2 separate regions of the Hordeum vulgare genome follow, and region 1 is linked to region 2. A link is a contact called in public Hi-C data. All regions are on one chromosome and are shown on one strand. Each heading gives the region's core, a stretch centred on a gene start, on an enhancer-like site or on the middle of the called end of the contact. The rest is flanking DNA. Distances are from core to core; before and after follow the strand shown. Region 1 holds the start of LOC123398234 (ATP-dependent 6-phosphofructokinase 5, chloroplastic-like). Region 2 holds the start of LOC123398225 (sugar transport protein 7).

Region 1 (3,555 bases), core at 151-2,650, 140 kb before region 2:
TGGCTCTAAATCAAATATATCTGTAATATGTGGCAAACTAAAACGCCTATCCCAGTCTTCCTGATACTTTTGCTTCCAAGAAGGATCACCGAAATCCAAGTCTAACTTCCCGGAAATAGCTCTGGCATGCAGTGCAGCAGAGCCCTTTCTGCTCTTCCTCTCATTTAAGTGAGTGAAACCATACTGACACTGATCCCTGGTTGGATGCCCCCACAGTTGTTGTGCAGTACAAGCACTCGTGCTTGCTTTGAAAGCAACGGCCATCCCAGATAAGGGCATGAAAATAACAGTGGACCCCTAATCTGCAGTAGAAATTTATGTATGCTGAATAATTCATCCCTCATGAAGCAAAAGTAAAAAAAAAGGAGAGCTAAAAATAACCTGAAGAATGAAGTGGAATCGAAATATTGAGACAATTCCATAGAAAAATAATCACAGATCCATAAAATCATTTAAAAGTGAATTCAACATTACAGGGCCAGTTCCAAGTTCCAACTCTAGGAAGCAGCAAACTCTAGTCAACCAGCTCACAGAGACTGAACCAGAAAAACCTACAAAGCACATCATAAAAGCCGCCTGCTCATGATCATCTACTCCAACAATACAGGCAGTCAAGCACGGCGCATTAAAACCGAACCAGGCAGCAGCAAGAAGGTAAGCATTTCTCACGATGCCCTCCCCCACAACAAATTAATTTACACGGACATCAACACGCAAATTTCCAACCAACTACGCACGTGCCTTTGCAGCTCACAACCCACACATGCGACGAAGGTACATTGAGTCAGATTCTACGGTACCGCCGAACACCATCAAAAGTTCAAAACACCTATGAACAGTTTGAACACCACAAATGAGACAGCATCCTAAGATATCACACCCGCTCTGCGCGCATTACGCGCTCGGAAACAGCGAAGCACGAATCAAATCGGATAGATTCCCGATGGCCAAACCAAAACGGCCTTCCAATCGAGACTCCGAGCTCCCCCTTCAAACTCCGGTGCCTTCCCAAACATTTCTAGCCGGCCGAGCCATCCAGCGCACACGCCGCCGATGGCGGGGCCAAATGGCCCCCCGTCGATGGCAAAATGAGACCGCCGCGATCGTCTCCTCACGAGCGGAGCTGGGGATCCACCGGGTGGAGGCGCGCGGGGTGGGGATTTGGAGATGAGCGGCGGCTTACCTGTGGCCACGGATTGCGACGGCGAGATGAATCGGGGGGTCGCGGTGTTGCTCAGGCGCCTCTCCTCCGGCCTCCGGGGGGTTGGACTTTTCGAGCCGCTCCACGCTTCACCGATGGATTGATTCGGGCGCGGCGCGGCGGAGAATCGGAGGGGAGCGGGCGGCGGGGGAGGAGGCCGGTCTGCCAGGTGGCGAAGAGGTGCCTCGGTGGGCTTGGTGTATTGACCGGTACACGGGTTCGGGCACTGGATTGGGGGCGTTTCTCTCGGGGACTGGTCCACGAGACATTTTTCGAGTGGCACCAGCCGTTCGATCAGCACGTCGCAAAAATGGTCAGTATTTCTCGGCCAGCACAAGTTCACTTGGATAATACCTAAGGTTGCATGCGGGGTGCGATCCAAGCCGCCCCGCATAACGGGCCTGCAAAATGCCACCGGGCTGACCGTGTCGTCTATAGCGGGCTTACTAGTAACCATGCACGTGCCGATCAAAGCATCTTATAAAATTTGTGTGGGTATTAAATTCTGTTTTCATATATCAAAGCATCTTATAAAATTTGTGTGGGTATTAAATTCTGTTTTCATATTAAGATTAAATAACATCCATACAACACATGAAAAATACTAATAAATCCATGTAATAGCAACATCTATGATGATCATATAGAGATTTTGAATAATAAAAATGAATGATAAAAAGTGCATGCATGAAGCATACATTGCTATACGATATTGGACCAAGTAAACATGGTTGCAATATTTAATATTGGCACATAGCGTTGGCCTTGTTTCAAAGGAATTGAGCCGGTCATATTCCTGATTAGGAACATTTGGCTTCAGTCCTTCAACTCTTCATCCCTAACCATTTTCTTTTGTAAATAATTTGCAAAAGAAAGACTGAATTAGGTTGATAAAATCAAACCCCATAGTAAAACGGAACACCAGAACAATAAAATGTGTCATCTAAAGATAAATGCTTACAAAAGAGTGAATAAATCAAAAATCAATTTTGATTTCTATATCACTAAATCAGATATAAACCAGATGGATCTCAGATATAATACAAAGGAGAACTGCTTCACATAGTAGGTTGAAGATTTTAAGAAAAAAATAACAAACTATTTTTTAACAGGTGTGTTTCCAAACCAAATGATTTATATTGCGATTAAACTTGCCATAAGCATCCTTGGTTGAGTTGCTACCACAAAATATATTATGAACACATGATGTTCTCAATTATGTATCCCATCCTCGTGTTGATGCCACAAAAAGGAAATTACTTGCAAAACAGCATTGGTTCAGTTCATGCAGCAATAGGACATCCACAACCCTTTATGTTTGCAAAGATCCTATTTCATTGGCCCCTCCTCCTATGTCAAGCTCTCCCAATTCAATCTCTCTAGCAATTTCAGTTGCCTGGTTTTCTAGCAGCTCATCATTGCGTTTGGGAGATGCACTAACTGTATTTACTATAAAATCGGCATGCTAAAAAAATGGACCTCATGTACCTCCCTTGAAGAAGCAACAAGAGCTAATTGGAGTTGATGGGCTAGACAATGAATATAGTATGCATATCGGAACTCTTTGAGAATTAGAGTTTTTAGCCCATTCCACTCTCCCCTCGTATTGCTAGCCCCGTCGTATACTTGGCCTCTAATATCTTTCACATCCAACCCATTATCAACTAGGATGGCAATAATTGTGTTCTTGAGAGTCAAAGCACTAGTGTCTCTAACATGAATAAGATCAAGAAAATGTTCTCTTATCACCCCTTCTATGTTTGCAAATCGAAGAACTACAACCTCTAAAGGGACATGCTTGGAACATTAACCACCTAATGCAATCAACATAGAATAATTATTAGACACCAAGTATTCAAAAATTATAAATGTTTCGAATTAAATCATTCTTGCTTACCTCATGGCATCAATGGAAGTCTTTAGCCTTAGTCTTGCATTAAGAACCATCTTCTTAGTTTGCTTTCTAATAACCGCATCAACATGATTTATTTTATTTTTCAGTTTTTCATAACACTGAACTGCAAAATTGTGAGTTGACTTGGGATTACTACCCATACGTGTGAGGAAAGCACATTATTTTCCATTGTTAACCTTTTTCCACTTATCAAATCCTTTGACTATGAAAGTGTCTGAACCACACTTTCCAAATTGGCTTCTTCAAAAACAGAAAACAAGGCAAGCGGTAGGCACAGTTTTTTAGAGTAGAATATTCCAACCAGAAATGGTTTGTGAACCAATCACTTTGAAATTGACGATGGACAGCCCCTGTCCCATTAAATTTATACTCATGTGGTTGTAAGATTGGTTGATAAGCCCCCTTGGATGTATAAAAATGTGTGGCAGCATCATGCTCG
Region 2 (3,488 bases), core at 348-2,847:
GAATGCGTCTATTTTCATCCCATATTTAGATTGAATATGAAAGATGACGGTCAATCCAAACGTTTAAGACCCATTTGAGAAGCTCATCTCAATCGCCTCTTTGTCATCAATGAACGGGCGTCCTAGTAGGGTTCGGGGTTCCGGCTGTAGATGTTGTAAACCAAGCAACCAATCAACCGGTGAAAATTCATACTCCCTCCATCCACATATATAGGGCCTAATGCATTTTTCGAGATTGCCTTTGACTATTGATAAGATTAATAATATATGAAATGTATAATGTGAAAATTATATCGTTGAAAACTCCTTTCATATACGAATTTGAAGACATGCTTTGTGTAACTTGCATGTCATATATTATTGCTCTAACAAATGATCAAAATTAGCTTCGAAAAACACATTAGGCCCTATATATATATATATATATATATATGAATAGAGGGAGTATGAGGTTTGGGATCACGGTCAATCTAAACGTTTAAGAACCCTTTGAGAAGCTCATCTCAATCGTCTTTTTGTCATCAATGAACGGGCGTCCTAGTAGGGTTCGGGGTGCCGGCTGCAAATGCTCTAAACAAAGCAACCAATCAACCGGTGGAAATTCATATGAGGTTTGGGACAGAGAAGTGCGGAGGAGACGGGTCAACGGCCAAGAGGCTTAACTGTTGCTTCAGCGTATGACATAGCTTTTGTGCATTTGCCCATGCTTTTCCCCTCTCCCATCAATTTTCCAGTGAGCGTTGTCCATGTTTTGCGTGTGAAACTGCCAAGCACCCGTCATCGTCATCGTCATCAGACAGTAAATCCATCAGCGCTACGTATGCAACACGCAGAGCTAACAAAAGGCGAAATGGAGATCGTCTGCCTGCCTCGAATCGTCGAAATGGAAGGCGCGCATGCGGCCGAAAGCTGGCTGGCCCGCGCCGTTACACGCATCGCTCGTCCAAGGGTTGCATGGTCTGCCCGCGCACTACAGGCAAGGGAGAACAAAAAGGTTCAGGCCAGTCAGTATTTGTATTTCATGGCCGGAGTGGAGTACGTACGTGCGTGATTGGTTATACTGCGTACGTAGGAGTATGTGCGTATACGAATGGTAGTACACTGAACAAAACCTATGGTCCACACGCTACAGCTTGCACCCTGCGCAGCGCACGTATGCACCGCGGCCGCACGCTGACACGCATGGATTTGACTCGGGCAAGCCCAAGCCATCCCGAAACGTGGCATCACTGGCAAAACTCCACGACTGCCAGCCCGATCGCCGCTGTACACGTACTGCAGTGAGCAACCAACCAACTGTAAATTTTATACAAGAAGCGATTTAATTTGCCGAGAGATCACTCCAAGTCAACAAATTACCCACTTGGCTGGGTGTATATCTTACCAATTTATTATGCAGTTGGAGCCCCGGGTAGATTTTATCTGGGGCTCGTCTACGGGTGGAGGCACACACAGTGACATGTGTATCTATCTGCCTGCAGACGTCGGCCGCCGAGCTGCACCCGGGTGACTGACAGCGGGCCCGCACCGCAGCCCCCCGCCCTCAGGATAGGGGTCAACGTCAACGCCCGGGGCTGCTTATCGTCTCCAACGCACGCACAGCATGCTCCGGCCTTAACATCCTGCAAGAAATCGCCGCCAGCCCGCTCCCTCACTAATCATAGTCATAGAGCCTCACATCCCGGACAAGGAGAGGAGAGGGGAGCAAGGCCAAGGCCAAGGGCATACAGATACACGGGGGGAGAGAGACATCTCACATCTATATATGGCCGTGGAGTCGTAGTTGGTTGAAGCATTGCTTCTTCGTGCCGAGCTCTCCTCCTCCCCCTTGCCTCGGCCTCGGCCTCGGCCCTTGCTCGAGCTCTCGGAGGGAGGATGGCGGGCGGCGGGGTGGCCGCGCTGGGCGTGAAGAAGGAGAGGGCGGCCGAGTACAAGGGGCGCATGACGCTGGCCGTCGCCATGGCCTGCCTCGTCGCCGCCGTCGGGGGCTCCATCTTCGGCTACGACATCGGGATCTCCGGTAACTCCTGCTCACACTCCCCCACACCTACCCCAGCACTCATTCCTTCCACCCACCATCTTGTCTTCTTCTTCTCCTTCTTCATCTCCTCTCGTCGGTGCTCTGCTGGCGCGCGTGCGTGCATGCCACCATGTTTGTGCGATTGCGTCTCCGTGTGCGTGGTGTGGCTGCTTCTCAGCCATGGACCACGGGAAGAAGAGCTTGTCCTGCTCCATGAACATCACATCATGTTATCCGTACGCTTCTTCTAGCCGGACCCGTCCTAGCCGTGGCCGTGGCCCCTCCTTGATTTGGAGCTAGTGCCGGCCCGGCGGTGCGCCAGCCGTTCCGTCGCCGTCGGTCCCTCGCCCTAGGTCGCTAGCAGATCGTGGCATGTCTGCCTGCCCCCCACCACACCTTGCCACGCCGGCATCACACATGGGCATGGAAACGAACACAGCTCCCATGTCAAAACCAAGCAGTAGGACCGGCGACTGCAGGACGGATTCAGACACTCAGCGGTGCATCAAACGAACACGACGGTTCATCTTTTTCCCATCTCCGACTCCGACGCGACGAGGCCAGTCAATCATTCATCCAATCATCCGCGTCAGTGGGCGGTGGGCGGATGGGCCGACCCGATCATCGTGTGCGGGGGTGGTGAACTTGGCTTTAGAACGACTGAAATGCAGTGGAGAAGCCGACACGCGACGAGAGGCCGCAAGTTTCAGAGTCGTGTTCGGCGCTCGGCCAAGCTTATCGGCTTTCAATTCAGGCTGTTGAGTGATATCACCACCGTGCGGCTGTCTGTTTCCGCTTGGCGTTTCTCCTGGATGGATAGATCAATGCGGCGGGGTATCGTCATCTACAAGTTTTTGCGTGCTCATGAACGAGGGTTTGACCTGCAACCCGGGATAAGACGTCATTTTCTTAGCAGAAGAAAGAGGAGGAGGGGGGGATGACAACAGGGGTCCCAGTTGTCAGCTGAAAGCCTTGCAGAAATAACTGGGATGGGATTCATTACACAATGAGACTGGCGTCACGACTCCGGAGAAGACATGTATCTTAAATCGTACTAGAAAATAGATAGGAAGAAAAAAAGATGTCATTTGGTTCACATCATAGGAATTTTTTCACTGAGTCCATGCTAATATTTATTTTCCTTTGAAAGATTGGAACCAATACTATGTAGGAATATGAATTCATTTCTATGAACGAAATTACTCCAAAGAAAAAAATCCTATACTATGGAATTCATATGAAATTCCTCTAAAGCAAAAGAGGTCTGAATTGTTTGGTGCAACTTGTGGGGCCGAATTTCACAATTAACATGTTTCAAGTCAAAATTTTAAATTAGCCTAAAAATAGTTAAAAAACAACAGTTTTGGTAGTGTTATCGGGCCCAATTCACAACTCGGTTTGAATTAGCAACTATTCATAATCTGATTTATTTTCCTTTGTTCCTTTGATGATGGTCAAATTTGAAATA

Evidence for each region. Hi-C and Micro-C count contacts between places; a contact is called where the count stands out from the background.
Region 1: a contact with region 2 is called in a Hi-C map of leaf, with 5 times the contacts expected there. The contact joins the promoter of LOC123398234 here to the promoter of LOC123398225 in region 2. A contact is called at or near these places in 4 of 6 Hi-C or Micro-C datasets (leaf and seedling) and 1 of 1 datasets of contacts at active chromatin or transcription factors (embryo).

The regions. Positions count from the first base shown.
Region 1 is chr5H:447,176,826-447,180,380 of MorexV3_pseudomolecules_assembly, reverse strand. It overlaps LOC123398234 (ATP-dependent 6-phosphofructokinase 5, chloroplastic-like), which reads right to left and starts at 1,400. Exons shown (of 14, transcript XM_045092728.1): 1 at 1,184-1,400; 2 at 1-302. The coding sequence starts at 279.
Region 2 is chr5H:447,037,169-447,040,656 of MorexV3_pseudomolecules_assembly, reverse strand. LOC123398225 (sugar transport protein 7) reads left to right here and starts at 1,597. Exons shown (of 4, transcript XM_045092721.1): 1 at 1,597-2,020. The coding sequence starts at 1,876.